Linked DNA regions of Mus musculus: region 2 is linked to region 1. Evidence: chromatin contacts called from public Micro-C data. All regions are on one chromosome and are shown on one strand. The core of a region is the stretch at or near the end of the contact, and the rest is flanking DNA. Distances in the headings are between cores, read along the strand shown.

Evidence for each region. A called contact is a pair of places that touch in the nucleus more often than the background predicts.
Region 2: a contact with region 1 is called in a Micro-C map of embryonic stem cells, with 8 times the contacts expected there. The contact joins the promoter of Nxph1 here to the promoter of Dlx5 in region 1. A contact is called at or near these places in 3 of 39 promoter capture datasets (embryonic stem cells, hippocampal neurons and pre-B cells) and 2 of 484 Hi-C or Micro-C datasets (both in embryonic stem cells).

The regions. Positions count from the first base shown.
Region 1 is chr6:6,878,991-6,884,736 of GRCm38.p6, reverse strand. Dlx5 (distal-less homeobox 5) reads left to right here and starts at 2,669. Exons shown (of 3, transcript NM_010056.3): 1 at 2,669-3,205; 2 at 5,027-5,211. The coding sequence starts at 2,851.
Region 2 is chr6:8,946,742-8,952,487 of GRCm38.p6, reverse strand. Nxph1 (neurexophilin 1) reads right to left here and starts at 2,469. Exons shown (of 2, transcript NM_008751.5): 1 at 2,181-2,469. The coding sequence starts at 2,234.

The sequences.
Region 1 (5,746 bases), core at 1,420-3,919:
ATAGTGGCCCTTACTTGACTGTATTTAAGGAAAGGATGGAAAGTGACAAAACTCAACTCAGAAAAGCCATAAAGAAAGTTGAGATTGGTGAATTTCAAAGAGGCTCCAAGTTGGTGATTTCACCCTGAACTGGACTTACTACAACAGGTTTACATCTGCATAAAGGCCAGTCTTTCAGCACTTCAGGTTATATGTAGAGATGGCGCATTCTTTTCTCCTTACCCATCCTTTTTCATTATTCATATATGTATATATATATTTCATTGTTCATAAATACATTTTTGTGTGTAATATATCTTTACATGCGTATATGTGTATATATGTGTAATATATACAGACATGTGCAATAATGTATGTGTGTACATCCATATGTGTAAATGCATATCTCCACTGAGAAAAGGAAGCAGCGAGTAAATGCTAGCAAGATGTAGAATTATCTTACCAATATAACATGAAGTATATCTGCAGTTTCCAGTATCAGGGTCATGGGAAGCTGCCTTCTCACCAAGGTTTAAGAGAACTATTAGACTCCTTCTGGCGATAATGACCATGCTGACCTTTTTCCTCCTGGTTATTACATTTAAATTTATAGTAAATAAAATTGGGGCCTGTGATGGGATCACCCATCTCTCTGCACTTTTTTTTTTTATAACCTCTGAACACTTTGACCAGCTCAAGGCATTGATTTGTAAGGCCCCATGGATTAGGTGAGCATCTTTAGAGCAGACCGCAATCATAATCCAGTAAGGTCAGCAGTACGTTTGCCTCCTTGAAGACACTCAGTGCAAATCTAGAGCCTGGACAGCCACATGAAAATCAAAGGCAAGGGATCAGTGTCAAGGAACAGCAAACATTTGTTAAACCCACACATCTGTGTCAGAAGGGAAATCTAGAGACACCAAGGCTGCAAGTAGGGACTCCAGATGAAGAAAGGGGTGGCCCTGCTGCATGCTAGCTCCCTCTCGTTGTTGACAAAAGCTGAAGTTGTACAGCCAAGGAAAAGCAACAGTAGCCTGGGTTTATGGGGCCCATGTGCACCTGAGGCACGTGTTGCTGCTTCCAGTTGCAGCTCCAGATTCCAGAGAGGGACTGACCTCCTGCTTCCAGCTCTCTGACAGAGGCTTGGAGTCCTTGGTTGCCAAAACAAGAACAAAGTAACCTCAGACAAAACTCAGGCAGATTTTCACTTCTTCCCCTGGCAAAAGGGGAACCAGAAGAGGAACCAGAAGATTCCACCCTGAACATTCAATGACACTCCCAGGTTCCTGGCCAAAAGGAGGCCCAAAATAGGATACAACTCATTTTTGAGGGGAGTAGACACAGCATTGAGTGAGGATCAGAACACATTCCTAAGGCCTCACTCAATCATAACTAGAGGAAAAGCCCATGTTGACAAAATAAACTTCTTCTGGTGGTCTGTGGCCAGTGTATGAGTCTTGAACCCTGCTCCCTTTGTACATAAACGAAGATGCTCAGTAGGCAGGAAATAATGGGGGATGCTACAGAACCCAAACTCAAGAATTGAGAGGGGGATTGGAGTGGATGTAGGTAATGGAACCAGGAGAGGGTCGTCCATGATCGAAACCCCATCTCCCAAGCGGACTTGGTTCCTTGCCTACTTTTCGGTCTTCATACTCCATTTGGTCTGGAGGCACACTATAGGTCACACACCCAAATCAATTCACGTTTGCAGGAATCTGGCTCCTGAACTGAGACAAGAGCCATTCTAGAAGCTTCCAAGTAGTCGAGGATATTGAGCAAAAAACCAAAAGGCTGCTCAGCTCTCTGGGAAAGCCAACTAAGAGAGTTCAGGCAGTGGCAAGGTATTCAGGAATGAAAGACATTGATTTTCAGCAGTCCCTGTAAAGACTTCAGTTGCCACTGGGGACGTCTAGATTCTTGGACATCTCTGTGGAGTCCTGAGAAACAGGGGCTTCTGCAAAAGCGCTTGCTGCGTGTCCAACTGTTTTCCAGTTTACAAATTTTCAACATAAATTAGTTGCAACTTGCTTCCCATCATCCCACTAAGACAATGCTGTTCTCCATTTGTTCTCACTGCCATCTAACACTGCTCCTCCTCTGCACACAGTCCCACAGCGGTGCTCTCTCCTACAGTCTCCGTCGGAGGAGGGGGGAGAGGACTGGTAGGTGTGGAGCAAGAAAAGAGCATCAAGAACCGCATCCTCTAAACTGTACTTTTGAGATTGCTGATTGGAACACGTTGTCTTCAAACAGCACGGAGCTAGGCCCTGGGACTGCTTGGTTTGTCGAAGCTATTCACTAAAAAGAGATCGACTGAGACCCTCCCTCCCCCAACAGGGAACAACTCATATTCTCTCTCTCTCTCTCTCTCTCTCTCTCTCTCTCTCTCTCTCTCTCTCTCTCTCACACACACACACACACACACACACACACACACACTCTCTCTCTCCTTGTACGCCTCTCTCTCTCTCTCTCTCTCTCTCTCTCTCTCTCTCTCTCTCTCTCTCTCTCTCTCTCTCTCTTTAAGCAATGCTTTGTTGTGCTAAAACTAGTTGGACGAGTTAGGGTGTTGCTCTGCTCCCGAAGCCCTGGCCAATGGAACCCGATCCACCCCGCTGTGCGTAAGCGCGCAATTAAGGATTTAACCAAGGCTGTGCTGCGCCTCAGCCAGCAGTCAGCCTGCGGGAGACAGAGCCTCCACGACTCCCAGCCTCCTCCTCCTCCTCCTCCCCGCCGCCGCCGCCGCCTCCTCCTCTTCCTCCTCCTCCCTCGCTCCCACAGCCATGTCTGCTTAGACCAGAGCAGCTCCACAGCCAATTCAGGCAGCAGCGGCCGCCGCAGTAGAAGAACAGCCACCGCCCGGGAGCTATGACAGGAGTGTTTGACAGAAGAGTCCCAAGCATCCGATCCGGCGACTTCCAAGCTCCGTTCCCGACGTCCGCCGCCATGCACCACCCGTCTCAGGAATCGCCAACTTTGCCCGAGTCCTCGGCCACCGATTCTGACTACTACAGTCCCGCGGGGGCCGCCCCGCACGGCTACTGCTCTCCTACCTCTGCTTCTTATGGCAAAGCGCTCAACCCCTACCAGTACCAGTACCACGGCGTGAACGGCTCCGCAGCCGGCTACCCGGCCAAGGCTTATGCCGACTACGGCTACGCCAGCCCCTACCACCAGTACGGCGGCGCCTACAACCGCGTCCCGAGTGCCACCAGCCAGCCAGGTAGGCGCGCGGGGGCGGGAGGCAGGTACCCAGGGCATCCGTAACCCCGCGGGCGCCAAGTTGGGTGGTAGATGAGGGCCACGCTGTCCGCACCCATAGAAGGGTGCTTCGCAGAAGCGAGTGGGGGCCTGGGACTGCAAACAGGACAGCACCTCACACCGGCATGGGGGGGGGGGCAGTGGAGGACTTTTGAAGAGGTTTAATCGGGTGTTTTGCCTCTGGCGCTGCTCGAGGATCCCTCCTTAGCTGGATTCCTAGCTGGCCTAGCCAGAAAGCCAGCTTGGCTGCAAAGAGGCTAAGGGATTTGGGGGGCGGGGGGTGGGTGAAATCAAGCAGCCCTAGTGGTGTTTGCGTAATAAAAGGAAAGTTAGTTGGAATTCTGGGTGAGCGTGCTGAGTTGGTGAGATCTAGTCTGGATTAGCCAGCGAAGCGCCCCGAGGCCTCTCATGGAGGGTGCGGGCAGCACACCGGGTGACCTGGGGGCCGGAGGGCTGCAGCCTGACAGAAAAGCGAACAGGGAACTTTGCGGTTTATCCAAGGTATTTCCAAATACAAAAAGTCATTTAAAATAGCGGAGGATTGCCGAGAGTTCACTCTGTTAGAGGGACCCCCCCCCACACACACACACACACTCCATCGAGTGCTCTCTCCGTAAGTGCCTAGAATTTGTCTGCCTTCCTTCTTCCCCACAGACTCCCCTTTCCGTCCACTGTGAAACTTCCTTAGAGCGTTACAGTGGGGTAGAGAGCTTGGGCGGTAAATGAGAGGCGTGAAGTCTCAGTGGAGAAATTTTACTAGTCGATTTTGATCTCCCCTCACCGACACATTAATAAGGCTGCTAATATTAGCATCCCCTACTCCAGTAGAGCGGAGACCGCAGCCCTCCCTCCTTCTCCACCCTTCCTCTGGCAGCAGCTTCATACACCGACTCTTCCACTCCTTTCAGGACTGAAGGGGGAAAAGGGGCCATGTGGCCTAGGGGCACATTAGCAAAACACGGATTCACAGGACCCCAGCGGGGTACATTTATGACAGTGAGAATTCTTCCTTGGTTCCTCCCCTTTACTACGAAAATATCCTTACTACAGATTCCTTTGCAATACATTGTTGATGGAAGTTTGAGTCTGCTCCTCTTGCTGTCTCTGTATCCTTGCATAGGGAGAGGATTTTTTTTTTTTTTTTTTTTGGTCAAGAACATATTAAGTCTATTTGTGAAAGAAACCAGACACATCTGTGCCCTCTCAGATCTGCAGTGAGATTATGGGGACTACATAATCGGCTCTCTGTCTGCCGCAGCCCCGACCGACCGCTTGCCGCTGTAGTGAAGGAACATAGTTTGCTTGTCGGTCTTTGAACTTTGGAGCCCTTGGCTAGCGTCTTCCCTGCCCAAGCGTCTAGCCTCTGCGGGCGCCCGAACAGACGCCGACAGAGGGTCATGGCCCAGGGGCCTCCTCGCGTGACGCCCAGGGATTGGAGTGGCTATTCGCGTCCCAGAAACACACAAGGTGAATACAGGGAGGGAAAAAATAATGAGAAAAATAAGCATCTCCAAAGGGTTCCATCCCTAAAGCGAAGAACTTGATGTGTACAAAGTGCCCCACGCACACAGTGGCTAGTAGTCAGAGACTCGCCAGCTCTTCCATGTATGATCTGAGGATGGGACAGATTTCTCTGGGGTTTGAAAAGCCAAGATTGTGATATTGGGAAAGAGAAAGATGACTACATATTTCAAAACAAACAAAATCTCGCTGATTTGAGGGCCTGTGCAAACGAGCCATTGTCTGCCAGGAAGCTCTAACCTAGTCTGTTTTGGTTATTTAGAGAAAGAAGTGGCGGAGCCAGAGGTGAGGATGGTGAATGGTAAACCAAAGAAAGTTCGTAAACCCAGGACTATTTATTCCAGCTTTCAGCTGGCCGCTTTACAGAGAAGGTTTCAGAAGACTCAGTACCTCGCCCTGCCAGAACGCGCGGAGTTGGCCGCCTCTCTAGGACTGACGCAAACACAGGTAAATCCGGCCGCCGCCAAGTACCGGCCCCGCCTCGCCTGCAAGCCCAGCTCGGCTGCAAGGTTCGGTCCCGACTGGCTGGAGCCGATTCTCTAGCACTTTGCAGAAATTCACAGATAGAAAGACACCAACCGATGCATCTTTCCCTCCATGAGCCAGGCCCACGTGGCGGTGGGCGCGGGATTCGTCGTTTGTCCCGAGTTGCCGCCATCCCCTCCCACCCAAACCCACCCCTGCTTTAACCACCAAAGGCTGGGGACCAAGGTTCCATAGTGAAAACAAGAGAAGGGGTATTTCTGGGAGGAGGGGGAATCTGCCTCGCGCTCTTGAAAAAGGTCTGGGTCCCTTCACAGTGAGAAGCTTGCCTTACTATTGGCCTGATGATGAGTCTCCAGCCATGCAAAGGCCTGGATCGTCCTGTCCCGGTCGACCCTATCCCTGAGGCAGATCAAGCCTCAGCAGCCTGAAGGTCGCGAGGTGGGGGGCGCTGTTGTACGGGGAAACCCTCCGGGATTGTCCCCTTCTTTTCCCTCCC
Region 2 (5,746 bases), core at 1,220-3,719, 2.1 Mb before region 1:
AATCCCCGACACACAAAACAACTTTAGATTGGAGAGAAAAGAATGGACTTCTAAATCGCCTTCTCTTTTTTATTGTTCACATTTCGTATTGTTTTGAGTGAAATTGGAAAAATTGTCTCCTTTCTCTGTATTGCCAAAAGGCATTCAGGTAATGAAGTCTGTAACTAAACGGTAATTGAATCAGCATAATTTGCACACTGAATGGTTTTCAAATGCTCCCAGTTTACAATTAAAGGAGAATTAATGCGCTTGTTGTTGAGAATGCCGGCGCATTAGAATAAATCCAGCACTGTTGTTGTAATGAGTGGAAAACGGTTTAACTGCCAACAAACACATTTAAAATTTAACACAACGTATTGATTTCACTTCTGCTTTTGATAGATTATTTTCCAGACTATCGAAATACTCGCTTCAAGCAATAAACTGGACCATAGCTGAGAGCCCTGGCCTTGGGTGTGTGAGCACAGCCCAAGGACATAAGACAGTCCAGAGGTTCTAATCATAAGGTGTGCGGGAGAGGAGGGGCACGGTTGTTGTACCGATCAAGGGAATCAAAGGTGTTCCTCCCCTAAGACTTTCACTTTTTTCACTTTTCACTCCCTCCCACCTTACCCAATTTTAAAAATAAAAAATAAATTAAAAAGGCTTTGTTTTCTTTGATGGAACTTTCTGCCCTCCAACTCCGGGTCTTCAATGTCAGTGGGCTTACGGGACACAGGTGAGAGCGATAATGACCGAAGGTGGGCAATAGGAAGGACACCTTTTGCATTCGTCTGCATTCTAGCGGGGAAAGCACGGACCGGCGACAGTCTGAAAAGCTGTCTTTTGGATTGGCTGCCCTGGCTTTCACCTGTTTACCCCCAAGGTGTCCTGTGGGCGAGGACATTGATGCACAGCGCCCTCTGGCGTCTGCTTCTGCTACAGTCAGGCGATAAAGGTGCAAAGACTGGCAACGCTGAGGGTTCTTGAGATGCAGCCGGAAGCCGGAACCGGGTAAATACACGTACTCACACGCGCGCGCATATGTACCGGATTCACAGAACTCTCAGCCCCGCGATCGCAGGCGCCAGAGCTAAGACCGAAAAACACGGCCACTTGCAGGGATAGCACAGTATCCGGGCTGGTGGATTCTGAAGCTCTTGGGAATGAAAGACACTAACACCACTCTTAGTCCCATTTATCCAGCCGGTTTAGAAAACTCCAGCTGCTACCGCAGCGCCTGCGCTCCTCGCCCCTCCACAGAACACCTTGAGTTTTCGGTGCACTCCCGTGGCCCGGAATCTGCTGTGGAGTTCAGAACACTAGGCTCAACCTCGCCGGCAGAACGCGAGTGTCCCTGGCCCTCTGAGAAATCAAACGCGGAGAAAATATCACACTCTCCTAGGCTCGCGGTGATGCCCACAACTCCCTAGCCACACAGAGCGATTCTCCCCGCGTCGGTTCTAAGATTGTGTCAAGTCCAAACCTCCGAAAACTGATTCTGGAGGAACCTGGACAGGACAAGATTCTCTCCCTAGTGACAAGGCTTGCCATTCCCTAAAAAGAAACCCCTCACTGAAACTATGCTTCTGTTATTTAATGGCAACTGGACCTTGGAAGGCGAGAGAGGGTTATGTTTGCAGGTGTATCTCTGACCTAACTGCCTGGTCGTTTGCTATGTGTCTGGCGGATAAACTTACACCAGCTGCACCCCTGTAAGTCTCAGGGAGTTACCTGCACTTTCTTGATGTGCCACAAACCCAAATTGGGGGCGCTGGGGCAGTGGGGCAGTGAGTAGATTCCTGTTCGGCTCTTCAAGCCCACCTCCACCCCCTTTCATTTAAACTAGGTGGGGGAAGAAGTGCTGCTAAGAGTTTCATGATTCCCAATACCTTTCTTCTCCCCTTCCTCCCAAGGCATCCTCGCCTACTACCTCCTGGTTTCTGGACCTGTAAGGTCCTGTTAAGAATCATGATCCGGGAGACGGAAAATAGAGCAAAAAATGAGGATGAGAGCCTGAAAAACTCTCGCAGGAATCCAAACCAAAGCTTCCCAAAGTTCTTCCACTCTCTGGGAACACTCAGCTCTCACTGAACTGGCGGCCTCGCCCTCCCGCACCCCCCCCCCTCTCACCCCAGTTGCTTGGCCTCCAGGCTAGGGAGGTATCTCAAAGATGCCGGACCGGACCGATCGCCACTTACCAAGTAGACGGTGGGCTGCAGGAGGAGAAGAACGTACCAGCACGCAGCCTGCATCCTCCCTCCTCTCAAACTTCCTTGGCGGTGCCTTGGCTGAGTCTTTGTTCCTTCAAAAACATAGATCCACCTGACATCCACTTTACAGAGCAGGGAGCGCTCTCAGCAGCCTAGATACAAATGAAATTAGACATCCCATGACCACGCGGACAAGGCTGACGATCAAGCGAGGGGAAAGGGGCTCTTGGTGTGGAGTGATGGAGTCAAAAAGCTTGGAAGGGGGACGCAAAGATTGGAAAAGCGAGCCAATCCAGCTCCAGGAACAAGCGAGTGCGGTCCGCAGGCGGGCGGGCGAGCGAGCGGGCGGGCTTGAGCGGTGGCAGGGGGTTCCCAGAGCCCGGCGCGTCTCGGAAGCCAGCGCCCGAACGGCGGAGGCCAGAAGGGGTTAGGCACAGAGAGAGCAGCTCACAGGCTGGTTAGGAGGCCAACTGTCTCTGGCAGCCAGACCTGCCCTAGTGTTTGAAGGCGGGAGGCTGGGACTAAAGGCGGCGGCTGGTTCTTCGCCAGCCCTGGCAGGGTTCACACACGTACACAGCAGCAGAGAGAGATAGCAAAAGCAAGCGAGCAAGAGACTGAGAGAGGGGGGTGCGGGCAGGGCAAGGGTAGGTAGAACTGACCCGGATTAGGTACCCGTGAAATGGGGGTGGGGAGGGGGGTGCAATTTGCATATAGGAAAGCGGGGCTCAGTTTACCCATTTGAACCTCCTGAAATACAGATAGACACCCACAATCACATCCCTAGCACTACTTTTTTGAACGAAGGGGCACAGCCAGTTGCTAACTTCTACAGTAGAAACCTGTCTGGGACTCTGAGGGTCACCTATTAGACATGCCTTATGCCCAAGAAGAGTTTCACCCCGCTGTCCCTTCCTGGTGATGACCACCACCCTGCCCCAACGTGTCCCTGCCAAGAACGGTGGAGGCGACCGGTACATACCGCACAGGACTGGAGGCAAATGCAGCGAGCAAGAACCGCTCTGAACAGGCTCCATGGAGGAGCTACTACGGCCTGGAGTCTCCAGCGCCCGGGACGTGCCCTCCCCGGAGCTCCGTCTCCATGCTCGGGCGAGGACAGGTCCAGCTGCCTCGTCCAGCCTTGGCGGAGTCGTTGTCCCAGTGCCCGGGTCGCGATCCGGATTGGTCCGCGGGAGCCTAGGCTTGGCACAGTTGAATTCCCGGTGCAGGAAACTTAAGAGGCAAGAGAAGGAGGGGCAGGTAGAGAAGACGACGGAGGAAGGAAGAAAGGGAGGGAGAGAGACGAATGCGCCCGGTTGCTGCACCCGACCGACCCGGACTGCCTGTGTTGGCACTGACACCAGCAGCCTAGGACTCCCGGATTTCCGCGGTTGCCAGAGGATAGAGAATGACTTAAGGGGAGGAGACTGGGCAAGTCCTCCGGACTTGAACTTGAGCGATAAGACCCGAACCTTTCGGAAGAAAAAGAAAGCCACACAACAGGCGCGATGAGTCCCAGTTTCAGAAGGGGTGTGGTGACGAAATTTTGGAAGCTGCAAGCACAGGAAGCAGCCCCAGCTTTACCAGCAAGGCTGGAAAGCCCCAAGGCGACTAAGGATTGGTGTCGCGGGCGCTGTCCGAGGTCCTGCCCGGCCACGGGGGGACGCTCCGCAGAGCGCGGTTTCAACTCCCCGCCGCGACTGAGCGGTTTTCTCTTCCCGGTCGCGGCTGGTCGAGCCTACAGCCGGGACACCAACAATTACATTGACACGTGGGTGAACGACTCCTCAAAGACTAATTAATACCGCGTGTAAATAGATTCCACTCTCAGGCTCTCTGCGGGCCTCCTGGCCCTCAGGGAGGAATGAGCCCTGCTTGCGTCTCTGGTGGCCAAAGCACCCCCTGGGGGGGGAGGGGGTCGTTGGGAGGAAAGCGACCGCCAGGGGAGTGGCGAGAAGTGAGGCAGGGAGGTGCACAGGGCAACGGTGGGTGCTGGAGAGAGTAGGGTGCTCCAGTTGGCTTCGGGAGGGGCGCTGCTGCCGGGAACTGTAAACCTGTGGCTGCGGTGGCCAGAGGCGGGGATGCTGCGGACTGCCAGCCATTCAGCGAGCGAGGCAGCAGAGAGGACTGTGCGACCTTGGACTCTGGACTCTTCTCCAAGGGCTGGGCAAAACAAGAAAGGGGGATAAAATTTTCTATCTGTGTTCTATCTCTCCCTCTCTCATCTTTCTCTCTTGCTCTTCCCTCTCTCCTTCTCTCCCCTAAGTCTTTTCTGTGCCCTTGCATCTTTTTACTTATGTTTAAATTTTTTTCCCAAACCCATTCTCTCCATATGTCCATGCTTCCCCAAGCGCCCACCATTCCCCCTCAAACCGCAGCTCTGGTTCTTTCCCTGTGGCCTTCACCCTCTCCCACACTCAAGCATGGGATCAGCTCCATAAAGACTGAGACCAGGTCTTTCTTCTAACATGCCCACTTTCAGGCCGCAGGGGTGGGCATCAATAAAGGCCTTTCTCGAATGCTGGCTATTTCGCTCTCCATTAGTCAGAGCCTGATCTTGAGTGATAGATACACACTGCGGACCATGTTTTGATGTTAGTCTATACCTCAGGAGCCTGAGTTCATAGCACCAAATTAGAATTGGGATTTTAAACGAGCATTAGAGTTTCTCCACCACCCCACCCCACCCTCCTGGACACCCCAGGCTCTGTGGATTCTGTTCCAGTCTATGTGACCCAGACTCAGTGTGCATATTAGACGTGTTAATCACGGGCTGAATTCCCTTAGTGGGCCCAGGACACCCAACAAACATAGCAATGACAGTCAAGCAAAAGTCCCAGGCTCATGAGCAGCAGTAGCCAGAGGATGCCCACTGAGAATCAGATCTTTCCAAAAGGCCACAAATTAGATCCCACTTCAGGACTGAGTTTCCTCTGCTTTGAGGAATGTATTATCTTCCCACTAGAACTGGCTCTTTAAAAAGAAAACTCTCCTAATTTCATAAGTTGTACCCTGCCACTGTAATCATTTGGAATTCATTGAGGCAGAGTAGGAGTATGCTTTCTAATGAGGACTCTGGAAAACTCTTTAAAACTAATATACTTGGATTCAGAGCATGATGTCAATGCTGACTTGGATCTTTCCATTTATTAGAATTTTTATGTTCCATAAAGCTGAAAGAAGAAAAAATGAAGTATGGAAACATCTATATCTGCTGCCGAACAGTGAAAACATGGACAATGTTTTAACTAGTTTCACCCTCTAAGATTCATATTTTAAATATAATGGCCACTTGCACCCAAGTTCCCAGATCCTCCCAGTCTAGAGCATAGAACAGGAGCGGATGCTCACCTGGATGCCCAAGCACAGTGCTTTCCTGAGTGAACATGTTTTCTGGCCTTCGGGAAAAACAAATGAAGAAAGACAGCTTTGAGCCATACTAAGCTATTTTCCTCACATTCTTCGAAAACATTCCAACTTATACAGTCATTCGGCTATTTTACATATATATATACATATACATATAATACATACATATATATATATATATATATATA